Linked DNA regions of Mus musculus: regions 1 and 2 are each linked to region 3. A link is a contact called in public promoter capture Hi-C data. All regions are on one chromosome and are shown on one strand. The core of a region is the stretch at or near the end of the contact, and the rest is flanking DNA. Distances in the headings are between cores, read along the strand shown. Region 1 holds the start of Dlgap5 (DLG associated protein 5). Region 2 holds the start of Fbxo34 (F-box protein 34). Region 3 holds the start of Styx (serine/threonine/tyrosine interaction protein).

What was found. Promoter capture Hi-C pulls out the DNA fragments that hold promoters and counts their contacts. Capture Hi-C pulls out chosen DNA fragments and counts their contacts.
Region 1: a promoter capture Hi-C map of liver shows a contact between it and region 3, with 2.3 times the contacts expected there. The contact joins the promoter of Dlgap5 here to the promoter of Styx in region 3. A contact is called at or near these places in 3 of 39 promoter capture datasets (cranial neural crest, embryonic stem cells and pre-B cells), 1 of 484 Hi-C or Micro-C datasets (embryonic stem cells) and 1 of 9 other capture datasets (liver).
Region 2: a contact with region 3 is called in a promoter capture Hi-C map of pre-B cells, with 3 times the contacts expected there. The contact joins the promoter of Fbxo34 here to the promoter of Styx in region 3. A contact is called at or near these places in 5 of 39 promoter capture datasets (cranial neural crest, hippocampal neurons, liver and 1 more).

The regions. Positions count from the first base shown.
Region 1 is chr14:47,417,005-47,419,902 of GRCm38.p6, reverse strand. It overlaps Dlgap5 (DLG associated protein 5), which reads left to right and starts at 1,496. Exons shown (of 19, transcript NM_144553.2): 1 at 1,496-1,794. It also overlaps the pseudogene Gm8353.
Region 2 is chr14:47,471,281-47,474,020 of GRCm38.p6, reverse strand. Fbxo34 (F-box protein 34) reads right to left here and starts at 1,460. Exons shown (of 3, transcript NM_001146086.1): 1 at 1,304-1,460.
Region 3 is chr14:45,349,479-45,352,493 of GRCm38.p6, reverse strand. Styx (serine/threonine/tyrosine interaction protein) reads right to left here and starts at 1,308. Exons shown (of 11, transcript NM_019637.3): 1 at 965-1,308. The coding sequence starts at 1,021.

The sequences.
Region 1 (2,898 bases), core at 247-2,746, 2.1 Mb before region 3:
ATGGCAAGACCTTCAACTAGGTGGAGCTCAAACCAGAGATGATAGGCCACTACCTGGGCGAGTTCTCCATCACCTACAAACCTGTGAAGCACGGCCGCCGCCCGGGATCGGTGCCACCCACTCCTCCCGATTCACTCCCCTCAAGTAGCCGAGGCCAATAGAGACTCAGTTTTGGGTCCCTGGGTGGTGGTGGTGGGTTAAGATTTATTTTGTTTTCTGCCTATGAGTGTTTTGCCCACAGAGGTCAGAATGTGATGGATCTTTTAGAACTGGAGTTACAGAGAGTTGTGAGCCACCACGTGGGTGCCTGGGTTTTCTGCCAGGGCAAGAAAGTGCTCTCAACTGCCAAGCAACTCTCCAGCCCCCAGTCTCAGCTATTTTAAAACAACAGTGAAACCCAAACAGGAACCACATTGTCACACACTGTTACTACGTCTTAAGGTGTCTTTTAACACCTTACAAGAACAGGTTTGTTTCCTGCAAACCATGTTTTTCAACCTATGCTGAACTTGTGACCCCATGATGTACGCCCACCCCTTTGCCTTGTTAAGTTCCTGAACACCTGTGATGACTCCCCTTCCACATGCTGTGTTCTTGCATTTATCTACCCCATAGGTAGCCTTGAACCCCGAGTGGCTCACTCTCCCGCTGGCCCAGATGCTAAAGGCACTAAGAGTCAGTTATCTCCAACGGCTCTTTTTTTTTTTTTTTTTTTTTTTTTTTTAGCAACCCTGACCCATTCCCATAAAAAGAACCTCAAAAGCCAGTGAGGGGCTGCTCTCTGAAATCTCCACTTTGGGAGACCGCAGCTGGCTGGCCAGTTTGCTTTAATCAGATATAGCTTGCTTTAATCAGCCACTCGCGAAATTGGTGTTTCTTTCCCCCATCAGATCTAACATAACCATGAATATTATGTCAGTTACCTATCTTCATCTTTCTCTTTGTATGTCCCAGAGGTCTCAGTGCTGCTATAGAGCTGCAGGCAGCTGGTCCTCTTTCCCAAGATGTTGGCAGGGAAAAAGCAAAAGCCAAACTTACAAACTCTTTCCTAATTTATCTTCCCGGTGTCTACTGGATACCGATCAGTCTACAAACACATGGTCAGCACAGCTGTCCTGGCCCAGGCGTTTTTGTTTTCTTGATATCTCATGGGATGTGTGCCTTCGTTTATGTGTCTGTTAGAAATCTCAGTTGATTTCTAAGGCAGACGTTAATTTTGCCTTAGAAAAGAAGGAGAAATGGAATAAATGATCTCGTTTAACTTAAAACCTTTGCCTTTTTTTAGCGTGGATGCTCAGCCCGTAATCCCAGCAGCACTCAGTGACAGGCAGGAGCATCTCGGTGAGTTCGAGGCCAGCCTTGTCTACATAGTGAGTTCCCAGACATAGTGAGACCTTGTCTTAAAAACCAAAACAAACAAACAAACAAACAAACACGTTTAAAAGGAAAGAAGAAAACCGGCCTGAAGAGCCAACAAGTGCGGCCCGCCCCACTGAGTTTATAGTGTGTCGCTGCCACGCCTAGCGGGTTTACCGCCTCCCTCCTCCCCCTCGCCCTCCCGCTCCCAACCCTTTGCCTTCCAAACAATTTAAATGTCGCACAGAACCAACCTATCGCAAGCCTCGTTCGAGGGGAAGGGGCGGGAGCTTCCGGAAGTGTTGGCAAAAGTCCCTCCAATCAGCGGCTGGCAGCGGGAAATTTCAGTTCCGTGAAGGGTCGGTCCGGGAGTTCCTTCTGCGGATCGGTGGAGTTTTCTGTGTTGCGACATTGTTGTGGATCCAGAAACTGCTTCAGGTAAGTGGGATCAAGAGTTCAAGGTCCTCCGTGGCTGCATACCAGCTCGAGAATGGCCTGGGACGAGACTGTCCCGAAAAAATTTAAAAATGGCCTAGGTGAGATGGCTCAACAGTTAGGAAGGAGCACTTGTTTGCAGAGTTAGCTTCCCAGCATCCCACGTAGGGCAGGTCACAAACTCCTTGTAGCTCCAGCGTCAAGAGGTCCGACACCCTCTACTGGACACCAGTATGCATCCACCCCAACACAGAAATAGACATACACATAAACAACAAGAAAAAAAACCTTTGGAAAAAATTGGCATGAAAAATGTAGATTATCCTAAAGCATTGACAGCGTATTAGAGATGAGACTCTACCCGACCTGTATGCTAGTAACCTCCCAAAATAGCCCACAAGTGTCAGTGGATTCTGCTTTTCCTGAAGACGCTGTCATTTCTCTCTAACCTGCTGTAAGTATTAGACGGAGAATCTTAAGATGAGTGCACAGGCAGGGGAGCTGACCTGAGAGGTCCACTTGACCATCACCATGACACAAGCCATTAGAGAAGAAGGACCTCAGTTGAGGAAATGACGACATGAGGTCCAGCTGTAAGGCATTTTCTCAGTTAATGATTAATGGGGAAGGGCCCAGCATCTTGTGGGTGGCAGCCATCCCTGGGCTGCAATCCTTGGTTCTGTAAGAAAGTGAAGCAAGCCAGTAAGAAGGGTCACTCTGTGGCCTCAGCACCAGCTCCTGCCTCCAGGTTCCAGCCTTGCTTGAGTTCCAGTCCTGACTTCCTTTGATGATGAATAGCAAAGTGGAAGTGTGAGCTGAATAAGCCCTTTCCTCCCCAACTTGCTTTTAGGTCATGGTGTTTTGTTGCAGCAATTGACACCCTGTCTAAGACAACCGTGTTAACAAGTTTTGCTTAAACTCTTTCTCTAGTAGTTGTGTTTGACACTTTCTCTCTTTTCCTTTTTTTCTTTTGGTGGGGAGAGGATTAAAACAAGGTTTCACATAGCTCCCACCAGCCTCCTTTGGAGCTGAGACCGACTGACCATGAGCAGGCCCTCTTGTTTTGGTTTTCCGACTGTGGTTGCACAGTATTTATCAGGCCAGCTT
Region 2 (2,740 bases), core at 211-2,710, 2.1 Mb before region 3:
CCACTCTTCCCCTCCATCCCTCTTAGTATGAAGTGTCCTATGTAACTGCTTCTGGGCCCTCGTGTCACTACGGGCAGTCAAGAGATGTGTGCTTGACCGCCAGTGCGCCAGTGCTTCTATGCAGGTCTACTATCTTTTCAAAGCCTGAGAAAAATCAACATTCACAAAATCACCTGCTAAAATTTATCATTTCACATTCGGAAGCACTACTGACAAAATGTAAGTCGCCTGACCCCAAAGGTAGTCCTCAGATGTGTTATATTACGTTACAGCCTAGTCTTGGGGTGGGGGTGGGCTGCAAAGCAGAGGCTTATTGCTGAGCTATAATCACAGAAAAAAACAAATGTCCCTGATAAAACGGGGGAGGGGGGGGCAAGAAACACCAGGATAAATTACATCATCGGGGGATTATTATTTAAGAAAAATGTTGGATTGATTCAAGCTCCCCTTCTTTGCAAGACAAAGTTCATTCAAGATCTGCTTGCCTTGGTCATTCGCTAACAAGCAGATCACTGGCAAAAAAAAAAAAAAAAAAGATAAAGCCAACTAAATTATCAGCCCTCCAGTTGGTTCAGCCCCCGCGCACCCTTTCCCAGCAACTGCTACATCAAACCATCAAACTGAGTTTAGCTTCCTGAAGGCACAGTGAACACCCTAATACCCCTTCCACGCCCAACCCCCAAGATCCCTCATATCTAAACCGAATGTCCTTAAACTGTACTACTACCGATGCTCTCCGAAATGAAGTTTAAGCACCTGACAATTATTACATCCAAACTGTACGAAGCCGAGATCCCAAGATTTTGGTTCAAATCTGCTAGGACCGAACTTCCTTTTTCTCCCCGCGGGTCCTCCCAGCCCTTCCGCGCGCCAAGGTCGCCACTCGGGGCCTGCAGTGACATCACGGTCTGTCTCGGTAGAGCCCTGACATCACCCGCACGCCGAGCCTCGGCACTGTGACCTCACCACCGCAGGCTCGCACGCCAGGGCCCCCCGGGGAGGGTGGAGGAGACGCGCCGCTCACCTGCACGGGGACACCCGGAGCCCCGCGCCCCGCACGCAGCCCACCCGCGGCGGCCTAGCTTGGGTCGCCGGACTCCGGGCCCAGGGAGCAGCCGGGCGCACGACCTCGGGGCCAGGCCGCGAGGACGGCTCTCTGGAGGACGCTGCGGCGGCGGCACCCCGAGCACGGCGAGCCGCGGTCCCCGCCCCCAACGTTCGGCCCTGCCGCGGGGAGCAGCGGGAGCCGCCACGGTGTCCACCTGCCCCGCGCCCCGCAGCCCCGCGCCCTCGCCCGGCCCACCTGTGCTTCTGCCGGGCCAGGGCCTGGCCCGGGGCTGCGGCAGCCCGATGCGGCGGCGGCAGGCCTGACTCGCTCCCCGACACTGAGGCGGACCAGGAGCTCAGCGCTGAGCGGCGGAGCCCAACGCTCGCCCCGAAACCCATTTGTTGGCTAAACCGGCGTGACATCACGCGCCGGCCCAATCGACGGTTGCCCGGGGGCGGGGCCGCAAAGCCTGCGTGCGCCAGCGCCCCCTGCGGGCGGCCGCGAGCGCTGTGGGGAGAGATGGGAGCTGCCAGGACAAGCGCCTACAAGCCTGGTGTGGCGGGAGATTGGGGAGTTTGAGTGTCACTGCACAACAAGGACCCTAACCCTAGAGCACAGTTAGAGTGACAAGTTCATTAACACTCCCAGGTGCTCCAGAAGCCTTAATACGTTTGACCCTGTTAGATATCCAACATGTCTGGGTTCTAATCTTGGTTCTACCACTAGCGTATGGTTCTATTTCAATTTTTATTTTTATTTATTTTATTTTATTTATTTATTTATTTATTTATTTATTTAGGAGACAGAGTTTCTCTGTATAGCCCTGGCTGTCCTGGAACTCACTTTGTAGACCAAGCTGGTCTCGAACTCAGAAATCCGCCTGCCTCTGCCTCCCGAGCGCTGGGATTAAAGGCGTGTGCCACCACACCCGGCTCATCTATTTCAAATTTTTAAAATGAGCTATTTAGCAAGCCCATGGCCCTGGGTTTGATCCTGATGTCCTACACACTGGGCATGTTGCTTCATATCTGTAATCCCAGAGTTTGGGAGGTGATGTCAGGTGCGCCACAGGTTCATGGTCACCCTCAATGGCAAAGCAAATTTGGGATCAGCGGGAGCAGGGCGCGGGTCCTCTCTGTTAAGAACACTGGCTGCTCTTCCAGGGGAATTCAATTCCCAGCACACCACAAGGTGGTTCGAAACTTGTCTGTAACTGCAGCCTCATGGAATCAGACGTCTTTTTCTGGCCTCCACAAACACTGCATGCACGGAGACAAAACACTATACACATAAAAAAAATTTTTACAAAAGAATATATTTTCCATAAAATTATGGCAGAAGTACCTACCAGAAAGTACATAAACTTTAAAGTTAAACTGCTAATCTACAAGAGCCTTGTAAACTTATCAGTGAAAGAAAAAAAAAAAAAAACAACAACAACAAGAAGACTCAGCACTTAAGAGCACTAGCTGCTCTTCTAAAGTACCCAGGTTCAATTCTCAGCACTCTCGTGGTGGCTCACAATTATCTGTTACTTCAGTCCCAGGGGATCCAAGACACACATCTGGTGCACACATGTGCAGGCAAAATAGCTATACACACAAAATTTTTTAAACAGCCTCACATCAGAAAATAAAAAACCTCTTGTGAAACGTGTGTGTGAAGTCTTAAAGAATCAAAATGTAGAAATAG
Region 3 (3,015 bases), core at 59-2,558:
TCCATCTCATCTGTAACTGAGACTGGTCTCAAATTTGCTATAGAACCAAGGCTACAGTGACCCCTCCTTTCTCCTTCCACCTCCCAAGTAGAGGGGTTACAAGTGTGCCAGCCAAGAGTAGTCCCAAATACCTTTAAAACACTGAGAGATTAAGGGGTGTACACCTTCAATCCCAGCATTTGGGGTACAGAAGCAGGTGGATCTCTTTGGGTTTCAGGCCAGCCTCGTCTAGTGAGTTCCAGGACAGCCAGGACTTATATCAAACACACAAGCAAAACTCTAGAATCCTTTTTTGATCCTATTAAGTGTCACAGGTAAGAATCCTTGTCACTAATTTTAGCCTCTGGCAAACTCTAACTTAACAGTTTCTGGTACCATAAAATATTTGCAACAGATGTTAGGTAAAGAAAAAAATCAAGGTGGGGTGAAAAGAACCCTTAAATCATAAATTGGGAGAATTTTGCTCTCGATAGTACAGGCAAGATTTGTTACTAAAAATTTTCAAATTCAAAGAAGCTTAGCTTTTCTACTCCCCCCCCCCCCCCGCCCCACGCTAGTCATCGTTTTTTGTGGGTTTTTTGGTAGTGGTGGTGGTTGGTTTTTGACTTGAGTACTATTAGAGGGGTGCAATTCCAGAGTTCACGCCTCCGATCTATTCCACACGTGGGGCTGGCTATGTGTCCCGCATGTGAATCTAACATCAAGCTCAGATTAAAAACAACTCCACAGCGTGTTGCTCTGGTAAGGAAGAGTCTGTGTTCACGAAAAGCCTCAACGCCGAGGCGAGTGGTCAAGAGTACTCTCCGGGTTGGCTCCTCCGATAGGGTCCCGCGGGAGGAGGACCTCACTGACGCCCCTTCACGCCCAAGGGGAAAGGGAAGAGTCTGGGACAGTTGGGCCAGAGGCGCTGCTTGGCCGGAGACCCGGGGGCTGCCCGCGGCAGGGCGGGCCGCCGGGCACTCACCTCGGCGTCGTCTTTGCACTGCGGGAGCGAGGGGAACTCCAGTTTCACGTCCTCCATGGTCCCAGGGCCCCGGTGGGTGGGCGCGGTGCGCCCGGCCGCCCTCCGGGCTGGCAGAGGCGACAAGGGAAGGAGGGCGGGCGGGCGGGCGAGCGGTGGGGGGGCTGACGCGCGGCAGGCTCACAGCAAGCACTCGCGGACCACAGGATCCAAGCGGCTGCGACAGGAAGGCGGAGGGCAGGGCGGTGCGCTGCCGGCCGCCATGCTGCGGCCGTGTCCCTCCCGCAGGTCTCCGCGCCCCTCAGAGAGCCGGGATCCGACCCAGGCACGAGCCCATAACCGTCTCCTCCCGCCCCAGCCCACGCGGCCCAGCCAATCCCAGCCCACGCTCGCCGACGGCCCGCCCCCGCCGCCAGGTGTCAGCGCGCCTCCGCCCCGCCCGTCCGCGAGCGCGCAGACGCGGGGGGAGGAGCTTCCCGCAGGGCGGAGCTGCGGCCGTAGGGGAGGAGCGGTCGGGGCCAAGGCCTTCCCAAATGGGATGGGAGTCCGTCCCTTCAAAGTGTCCTCCACACTCAGAGGAATGCTGCTCGATCCAATCCGTGGGGGAAGTCATAACCAAACAGGAAGAGTTCAGCTTAAATTCATGTTAGACTACGAAAAAAACAAAAACAAAAAACCCCGAGATACCCATCATCTTTAAACAAAGTAGAAAGTGGCCTCTTAGGTATACTCCGGAGTGTTAACAACTCAAATTATCCAGAAAATTTCAAGAAAATGATTCTTAAAAAAAGTCATCAGAAATGTAAATGATAGTTTACTTACTAAATTGTATTCGGTACTCTTTAAGATTTCTCCGAGCCTATTTTTCAACATAAAAGATGATTGTGTGAGGAGCTGGCGTTAGAGTTAATAATTTTTGAAGAATATACCTTCTTCAGGGTCTCGCTATGTACACCAGGCTGGTCCTCAAATTTACAAGAGTTCTGAGATGAAATGATTAAAGGCCTGGTTTGAACTTCTGAACCACCTTTGGTCTCACTGAAGGAATCACTGAAGGCTGCAAAGTGTGTAACTAAGACTATCACTACTTTTCACTGTATTTTAACACTACTTCCTAGAGACCTCAGGACTGTCATTATCAAAAAAAAAAAAAAAAAAAATCCTTTAAAGTGGAAGGACCGCGTGTTTAACTTGGATTTCCTCTTAACTCTTTTCATGTTGTCATATATGTAATGCATGTTCAATATACAGGATAGCTGTTCAAAAATTAGGTGGCTAATTAGATGGTCTATGCTCTCTAGTGTTACATAAACTATTATCCAGCTTTAAGAATTACAAAAGGCACAGAATACCCTGCTAGTAATTTTTAATTAAAAAATAATCCAATGGCAAGTATTGTGGTAAATGCCTTTAATTCCACCACTCAGGAGAGGCAAGAAAATGTCTGTGAGTTGAGACTGGCCTAACCCACACAGTAAGTGTCCCAGGCCAGCCAGGGGTACATAGTGAGACCTTGTCTCAAAAAGAAAGGGGAAGCTGGGCAGTGGTGGCATACCCTTTTAATTCCAGCACTTGGGAGGCAGAGGCAGGCAGATTTCTGAGTTCGAGGCCAGCCTGGTCTACAGAGTGAGTTCCAGGACAGCCAGGGCTACACAGAGAAACCCTGTCTCGAAAAACCAAAGAGAGAGAGAGAGAGAGAGAGAGAGAGAGAGAAAGGGAGGGAGGGAGGGAGGGAGGGAGGGAGGGAGAGAGAGAGAGAGAGAGAGAGAGAGAGAGAGAGAGAGAGAGAGAAAAGAAGAATTACATACCTAGCTGGATCATTTATGGTTAGTCCTTTGGTATTTATGAAACTGAAGTTTGATGTCTTTATTTAAACAAGAATTAACTATAAATAATCTCAATTTTTAGACATTGACAATTTCCTTATACAACTTTTGATTGCCACATGAAATTAGAATTGTGTACAGGTAACAGAACTTTTGTTTTGAACATTTAACATTCCATAGAGTAGACACTCTCAGCCTGGTATTTACTGGAAGATATTTATAGAATCC